Regions from separate parts of the Pan troglodytes genome. Here region 1 is linked to region 2. Evidence: chromatin contacts called from public Hi-C data. All regions are on one chromosome and are shown on one strand. Each heading gives the region's core, a stretch centred on a gene start, on an enhancer-like site or on the middle of the called end of the contact. The rest is flanking DNA. Distances are from core to core; before and after follow the strand shown.

The links. A called contact is a pair of places that touch in the nucleus more often than the background predicts.
Region 1: a Hi-C map of stem cell-derived neural progenitor cells shows a contact between it and region 2, with 5 times the contacts expected there. The contact joins the promoter of HS3ST5 here to the enhancer-like site in region 2. A contact is called at or near these places in 1 of 7 Hi-C or Micro-C datasets (stem cell-derived neural progenitor cells) and 1 of 1 datasets of contacts at active chromatin or transcription factors (stem cell-derived excitatory neurons).

What each region holds. Positions count from the first base shown.
Region 1 is chr5:126,239,002-126,243,082 of NHGRI_mPanTro3-v2.0_pri, reverse strand. HS3ST5 (heparan sulfate-glucosamine 3-sulfotransferase 5) reads left to right here and starts at 1,908. Exons shown (of 5, transcript XM_054686194.2): 1 at 1,908-3,562. LOC134810358 (a long non-coding RNA gene) reads right to left here and starts at 2,624. Exons shown (of 3, transcript XR_010158150.1): 1 at 2,539-2,624.
Region 2 is chr5:125,891,971-125,895,639 of NHGRI_mPanTro3-v2.0_pri, reverse strand. LOC134810357 (a long non-coding RNA gene) reads right to left here. Exons shown (of 5, transcript XR_010158149.1): 3 at 3,074-3,217; 4 at 490-950. Among named protein-coding and RNA genes, the nearest start is that of HDAC2, 23 kb to the right of the region's middle. Within about 2 kb of position 1,484, at least 9 of the 24 cell types and tissues checked have an H3K27ac peak or open chromatin away from gene starts, as enhancers often do. A contact at or near this core is called in stem cell-derived neural progenitor cells, where this site is marked.

The sequences.
Region 1 (4,081 bases), core at 659-3,158, 350 kb before region 2:
ACTAATAGATGGAGTGATGCATTCTTCAAAATCTATTGTCATGCTTTTGTGGACTTTATTGCTTATCAGCATTTTTCCCCTCAAGAAAAAAAAACAGAACAGCAACATTTGTTCAGAAAAAAAAACAAACCATGTTTCTTCCTTTCTTATTACTTTTATTGTTTGAGGTTTCTTTTAGACTATAATGTGGCATTGTGATTTTAAGATGGGAAAAAAAAATCTCTTGTCTTTCAAACATAGGAATGTGATTGTATGCTATTGTTGCCAATAATGAGCTAAAGAGGTTAATGGATCACATATCTGGCAAACAGCCATCTTTCCTCCTGCTCAATATATTACACAGTATACATTTTATTGTTGCTGCTGAGCATATGATTTTGTCTGAGTAGTTGGTAAATAAGTTTAGACTTAACTGGTCTCTTTCTAAAACTCAACAGCTTTGTCATTCAGGCTATATCCTGAGATTTAAAAAGTGCAGTTTCGGTTCTTAGCTCATGACCTTTTGAGGTGATGGTAAGAGTGGTGGGAGGAAGGAGGTGGGGCGGGCTGTTGAATGAGAATCTAGAAATATTGTGCCTTGTAAATTGCATCCGACCTTTCATTTTCAGATTGCCTAAATTAACAGAGTGAAATTACCATAATAAAAAGGAATGGGTACTGGAGAAAGTACAGCAATTCTTTCTAGTGTTGTTTCCCAGATTCCTTCCAAAATACCTCTAATTAAATGGACCAACTCTCTCCACTGACCTCAGGTTGACACAAATTTGCATTCTGCGACTGTCATTTGAAAACAGACAAGCCGTCATAAGCAATAATGCTGTGATTTCTTGCCTAAAGGACTTTTCTGTGTACTGCATTTGTACTATGAAATGTAAGCAAGAGACTTAATGCCTCTACAGATAAAAAGGGAGGAAAGATTTTCATTTTTAGGGAACCCCAGAGGGAAAAAGTTTATCAATAAGAAATACAATGTTCTGGATAATTTTGGTTGGGTAGGAATGTATGTTGAGGGAGGGGACTAGAGTTGGGAGAGAGGAAGCAACACATCAGTCTCCTTGGAGCAGTAGAGTCCTTTCAGTCCGGTAAAGAGCACAGTAAGTAGCAGGTAGAATCAGCTCCTGGCCTCTTGTTTTGCTGGGGGCAAAGGGTTGGAGGAACACAGACTAAATTGGGAAGGCTAGTGTGCCTCTCGGCTTTTGGACTTGGGACCTGAAAGAAGGCTGAGTCCTGAGCTCCGCTTCCCAGCTAGGCGGTGATCGCCCCCTGTGACTCCGGATGCACACAGCAGCCCCAAGCACGCCGCGGCCGCCGCCCGACCCTTCACCGCCTCCGGCTCTCCCGCCTGACACTCTGGAGCCACACACACCAGCTTCCTGGACGCCTGTGTGCCCCAAGCTCTGGGTCTAGGCATCCCCCTCACCCCAGAGAGACCGGTCTCAGCGCCTCAGCAATTGGGTCCCTCCGACCTCTGTGTCCCCGAGTTCTGCCACCCTGGTCACCTCCGCAGGTTCCCCAAGCTGCGACCTCAGTCCAACTGGGAGCCCTGCGCGCCCACCCGGCCCCCCCACTGCGCTGCTCGCCCGCGGTTCTAGCGCCTGGGTGGGACGCGCAGTGGCTCAGCAGCGGGACCTCCGCCTCCGGGTAAATCCTCCTCCTCCCCTTTCTCCGCCTAAGGCCCTGCCCTCCCCCTGCAGCAAGCCGCTCCGGTGCGTGCGCCCGTCTCTCCGCCAAAGACACCTGCGCTTCCTTCCACACCCTCCTCCTCCTCCCTTTCGCTGCGGTTTCTCCGCTGCCTTTGGGAGCTCGGGAGCGGCAGCTGGAGGAGGAGCAGGGGGAGGAGGGGAAGGCGAGGAGGAGTAGGGGCGGGGTGGGTGGGGAGAGAGCCGGGAGGGTGTGGACTGGCAGCCACTCTGCAGCTGGTAGCCAGGGACCCGGTCCCTCCTGCGCGCCCAAGTGATGGAGGGGAAGAGATTCGCTTAGACACACACACGCGCACACAGCTGGGCACGTCTCCGGGAGGCAGCTGCCGGCTCGGGCACTCTGGGGGCCGGGCGGCGGCCGTGACAGCGCCAGCCGCGGGGAGCGGGGCGCCTGCACAGCTTGGCACCGGAGGCTCGAGGACGCAGGAAGGGAAGATCCCAGTCACACTGAGTGTTGCTCTTTTGGGCGGATTGGGAGGGAGCGGGCTGCCCGAGGAGCTGTCACCGAGGACGCCCGAAGTCTCGCCCTCTGCGCGCAGGGTCCGGGGCTGCGCCGGTGCCCTCGTGGGGCAAGGAGGATGCGCACCTCCCCCCGCAGAGCGGCTGCGGTCTCCGGCACTGCGCGGACTCCGGCTCCTGCGGCCGCCCGTGCCGTGCCCGCGCCACGGGAGCGCGCCCTGCCGCACCTGGTTCCAGCCTCTCGGGGAAGTGCAGGAAACGCGCCCTAAACTCCACTACTTCTCGCCCGCCTGCCCCCCCGCCCGGCTCCCCGCCTCAGACCTCGCCGCCGCCGCCGCCGCCGCCGCCTGCGTGTGGGGCCCGCCCGCGTCTTACTCACACGCGCCACGCACAGCCCTGTTGGTTTGCTCTCATTCACGCCGACTCGCTCTCCGCCGAGCCTAGCCCGGGCATCCGAAACTACTGGACCAACTGCCGTCCGGACCGCAGCAGCGGCCGGGTGACCCCACGCGACCCGCCGCCGACCCCGCGCCCTGAGGCTCCCGCCTGCGCCGCCACCGCCGGGGACCATGGTGAGCAAGGCGCGCTGCCCGCCTCGCGCGGGGGAGGGGCTTTGAGACCTCTAGATTTGGGGGGAAATGAGAAGGGGCAAATCGCCAAAGGGAAGCATCCGGGTGATGCCAGCAAAAAAGCACTTTGTGGGGTTCGGTTCTCCTGGGCGCTGCCTGGGGAAGACTTTTGAGAGGTTTGCTTAGGACCAGAGGTTAAACTAGTGCGAGATGAGAAACGGCGGGGGCAATTCCTGGGGTAAAATTAGACAGAAGGTGTCAGTCAGCCTGCCTGTCTGTTTCTCTCTCAGACTCTCCCAGAGCGCTGGGTAGCGCTCTCTTTGAGGGAGAAAGGGAACACGCGTTTACTGCGCTCGCCAGAGTTTAGGGGTTCGCGTTCGGTCACTTCTGGGGTGGCTGTGGAGCTGTTTGGAGCGCGAGGGCAGCTTTGGGACAGTGGGGGCCTGCGAGGCCCCAGCAGAGGACAGGCAGAGGGCAGGCAAAGAACAGGCAAAGGCTAAGTTAACATGTGGGTGGGGTGTTTTCTCTTCCCAGCTGGCCCCTCCCACACCCCTCACAGCCCCACTTTATGCATCTCTTCCCACCCAACACACACACGCGCGCGGGCGCGCGCGCGGGATGGATGCAGTCGAGGGGTGGTCATACTGTTACTACTAACAAGTCTGAGAGGTCGCTGTCGCTACTCACTGGAGCGCTGAGACTCCTGCTCCTGTTACTTGGGCGACCACCTTGGTTTAGGGCAACCTGCAAGGAGCGTCCAGCTTAAGGTGGATGTCTTTACCTGGAGGTTCCAAGCGCCCAGCAAACAAACAACTCCGGAGTCACTTCACCTTGGTGGGTTTCCTCTACTCTTCCGCTTCCCTACTTCAGTGCTTCAGGGCACCCACCCAAGGGAGCTGATGCTCACATCCGTGGTCTACCCTGTCTTCACCCAGTGGGTCTCTCTCTCTCTCTCTTTCTCTCTCTCTCTCTCTCCGTCTCTCCCTATTCCCTCTCCCTCTCCCTCTCCCTCTCCCTCTCTCTCTCCCTCTCCCTCTCCCTCTCCCTCTCTCTCTCCCTCTCCCTCTCTCTCTCCCTCTCCCTCCCTCCCTCCCCTCTCTCCCCCTCTACTCTCTGTCTCCGAATACGAATACCAGTTTCTTCTTAGAAAACACTGGGGAGAGATTTAATATTTGCAAAGTGCTTTATGTCATATTACTTCGTGGATACATTTAATAGCACTGTAACTCTTCTCTGATTTATGTAAACTTGGTCTGATAAATAGCATGCAGGGTCGGGTTGGGTGGGAGCGAAAGTGGGTGGGTGGGCCTTCTTTCTGTGCTAGTGCTCCTTTCTAAACTGATTTGCTAGAAG
Region 2 (3,669 bases), core at 235-2,734:
TTAGCTGCTGCTGACCTCCTTTATGTTATCAGTGGACAAAAAGGCTGGTTAAAACCTGCTTTGATGCCAGGCGTGGTGGCTCATGCCTATAATCCCAGCACTTTGGGAGGCTGAGGCAGGCAGATCACTTGAGGTCAGGAGTTTGAGGCCAGCTTGGCCAACATGGTGAAACCCCATCTCTACTAAACATACAAAAATTAGCCAGACATGGTGGTGGGTGCCTGTAATCCCAGCTACTTAGGAGGCTGAGAGAGGAGAATTGCTTGAACCTGGGAGGCGGAAATTGCAGTGAGCCAAGATGGCTCCACTGCACTCCATCCTGGGTGACACAGCAAGACTCCATCTCAAAAAAACAAAAAACAAAATACCACCAAAAAAACAAAACCAAAACCAAAAACCAAAAACAAACAAACAAAAAAACCTGATTTCATATAGTTTCCTGGTGATTTTTTGTTTTGTTTACTGCTGAGATTTAAAATGGTTGCTTACCTTAAGAGAAAGAGAGTATGCTTGTAAAATTTAAGTGCAGGACCAAAGCATGGAGCAGGACCAAGGGAGCAGAGGGTGAGCACGCAGGAGACCACAGCTACTCTCTGCTGTGTTATAGGAGAGGGTAGAGCCAGCTGGCAGACAGCAGACTGGAAGCCAGCAGTTAGAAGCAGCAGCTGTGGGTGACCTCAGCTGGGAGAAATGAGAAGGATCCCTTGAGTGGAGAGATGTGACGACAATGCTCATAAAACCATTGTTGCTTTTACTGAAAGAGCAGAGGTCAGATGTCTTCAGACATTAGAGGACAGACAAGTCAGGTGAGCTGCTTAAAAATTCAAATTCCTTGTCCTATTTGAGTCTTGGGGCCCGAAAATCTTTATGTTAAACCATCAACACAGATGACTCTGATCCAGCTCTTCCAGGAACCACACTTTAAAAATCCCTGGACTAAGATGCAGCATCTGTGAAAATAAAACACAAAGATCTATGACAATTTTGCAGGTGATAGGGCTACATATTTCTACCTAGGGATATGCCTTTGTTTAACCCTTTTTAAAAGTCTCACCTACTCATGATATTAAATTACTTCAGGGTTATTTAATTAAGTAAGACACTTCCATTTTCCGATATTCTGACTTCTTGTCAGACAGTGTGTCCCCATTTGGAGTGTTCTAAATATAATCCTCATTTTAGAAGAAATTACGCTCTTTGCTGTTACAGCAGTTGTTTATATTTGTTGCTGTTTCATTCTTTAAAAATAAAACCATATGGAGATACATGCACAGTTCCTGCTTCTCTCAGTTACCTACCCAGAAATAAAATAATTCTAGCTATAATTGAGTCTAAGCTATGCCAAGCCTGTCTGGTATCCACTGTTTGAAATGTCTGCACAGAGCCTTGAAGGAATTCATTGTTCTTCAAAGTGCCAGCTGTACATACTGCCATTTCCTGCATGGCTTCTGCCACTCAGGAATGCTGCACCCTGGTGGTTCTTTAGTGGTGTCTTTTTTCTCCATTGCTTCATTGTGGGACCCACAGTGTCTGTCTGAAGATACTGCACCACAGCTCAAGAGCACCATCTTGGGATGCACATTTTTGCAACAGATAGAGGATTTGAGTGGCATAGAATTCCATAACTGCTAGAGGCAAGTGCAGTAAACCTAGAACAAAAAAATTAAAAGAAAGAAAGAAAAGGGGCGATGGGGCAGTTACTTTAACCATGTGCATTAGCTTGGCAATACCTCTTAGAATTTTTCTTGGTAGGAGATGCAGACTTTATCCAAGAAAGACAGTGCTACTGCCTTCCACAAAATTTATATTTTGCTATTTTTGTCTGCAGGTCAAGGTCACAGTCAGCTTTGAAAGAATCAGCTATAAATCTAATAAGGGCAAAGAAACTTAGAGGGCTTTATGGAAAAGTAAGTTCTTTTCAGATAGCCTGCAAAAATGTGCTGGCTTTAAATCACCAATTACATTGTAATATTTGAGATATGCAAGAAAATCATTGAACTTTGGGACCATTTTCAGAAAAACAAAAATATAAAAGTACTTTTATTTTCAAATCTCTAAAGTGAATCATCAGTAAATTATCACATAATCTAAAGGTTTGACAAACTGAGTCATTGCACCTTGGATATATGTGTTAGAAATTCTGTGATAGAGTCTCATTTGGCCTTTGGTGTTTCCAGGCTAGGGTTTTCAGCACTGATGTCTTATGCTGGATCTCCCTCAGCTGCCCACACACCCCATGGAAATGGGACAGATGATGCAGTTGGTGTATGGGGGAAAGAAAAGTGAGACTAATAAGAGGGACCAGACTGGGAAAGAATTCATGTTTTTCCTCATGGTAATTAGAGAGCTTGATGTATACGCAAATTCATATACATTTCTTTAGGTTGCCATAGACACTGATGCCAATATTCCCTTTCATCCTCAAATTCTCTCCCTGAGCACAGGCAGGCTATATAACAATGTCAATGCCAATCTGTGTGTGGAACACCAACTAGGAAAAAAAGTTGGATGGCATTAATTTCACATGTGAAGTGGTCTGAACAATGCAACTAGGAGTTAAGAAAATGCCAATAACAGCCAGGCGCGGTGGCTCACACTCAGTAGTTTGGGAGGCCAAGATGGATGGATCGGCTGACGTCAGCAGTTCGAGACCAGCCTGGCCAACATGGTGAAACCCCATCTCTACTACAAATACAAAAATTAGCCAGGTGTGGCACACATCTGTAATCCCAGCTACTTGGGAGGCTGAGGCAAGAGAATCGCTTGAGCCTGGGAGGCTGAAGTTGCAGTGAGCCAAGATCGTGCCACTGCACTCCAGCATGGGCGACAGAGCAAGACACCATCTCAAAAAAAAAAAAAAAAAAAGAAAATGCCAGTACCATCTCTCAGCCTCCATGGTGTCTAGGCTGTTGTGGAAGAATGAGCAGCCTCTCTTCCAGAAGCTTGAGGGGAACTGAACTCCTGGGGGACAGGCAGGAGATTAAATTTAAGGCAAGAAGTTTGAGGATGTAAGGAAATTAATTAGATATCAGTTAGGGTAATGCTAGACAAATGTTAACGAATATGCCCTCACATTTCAGTGGTTGTCGTCACCCCAGGTTAAGAGTCCATTGCAGGTGTTCTTCGTTGGCTGCAGCTTTTCTCCATGGAGTAGTTCAGACATCCAAGCTCCTTCCATCTTGTGGCTCTGTCTTCCCCTAAAGCTACAGACTCCTTCCTATTCAGATAGGGGAAGAGAGTAGAGAAAACAATCATGCTTTTAAAAAACCCCATCTGGGAGGTGACATAAATCTCTTTCTCATTTCATTGATGAAAACTAGTCACATGTTATAATCTGGATGCAGGAAGGGCTGGAAGATGCGGTTCCTGGCTGGGCAGCCAAATTCAACTGACATCTCTACACTGTGAAAGGGGATGCTGAATTTTAAGGGACAGCTAGCCATCTCTGCCATGTAAAGTTTTGATAAGGCATAATGGACAGGACTAAGAAGGAAACCAGCTGAAGAAACGGAACATTACGGGAACTGGACAAGACAGTTAACTAAAAGGAATTGCATTTGTCTGGTTTCCTGGCATAACAAAGATGAGATGGATGATTGAATTAATTATCTTTGAAATTTGGGGGTAAGGTAGTCTAAGAATTCAGGCATGATGAGATTAGGAGGCTTT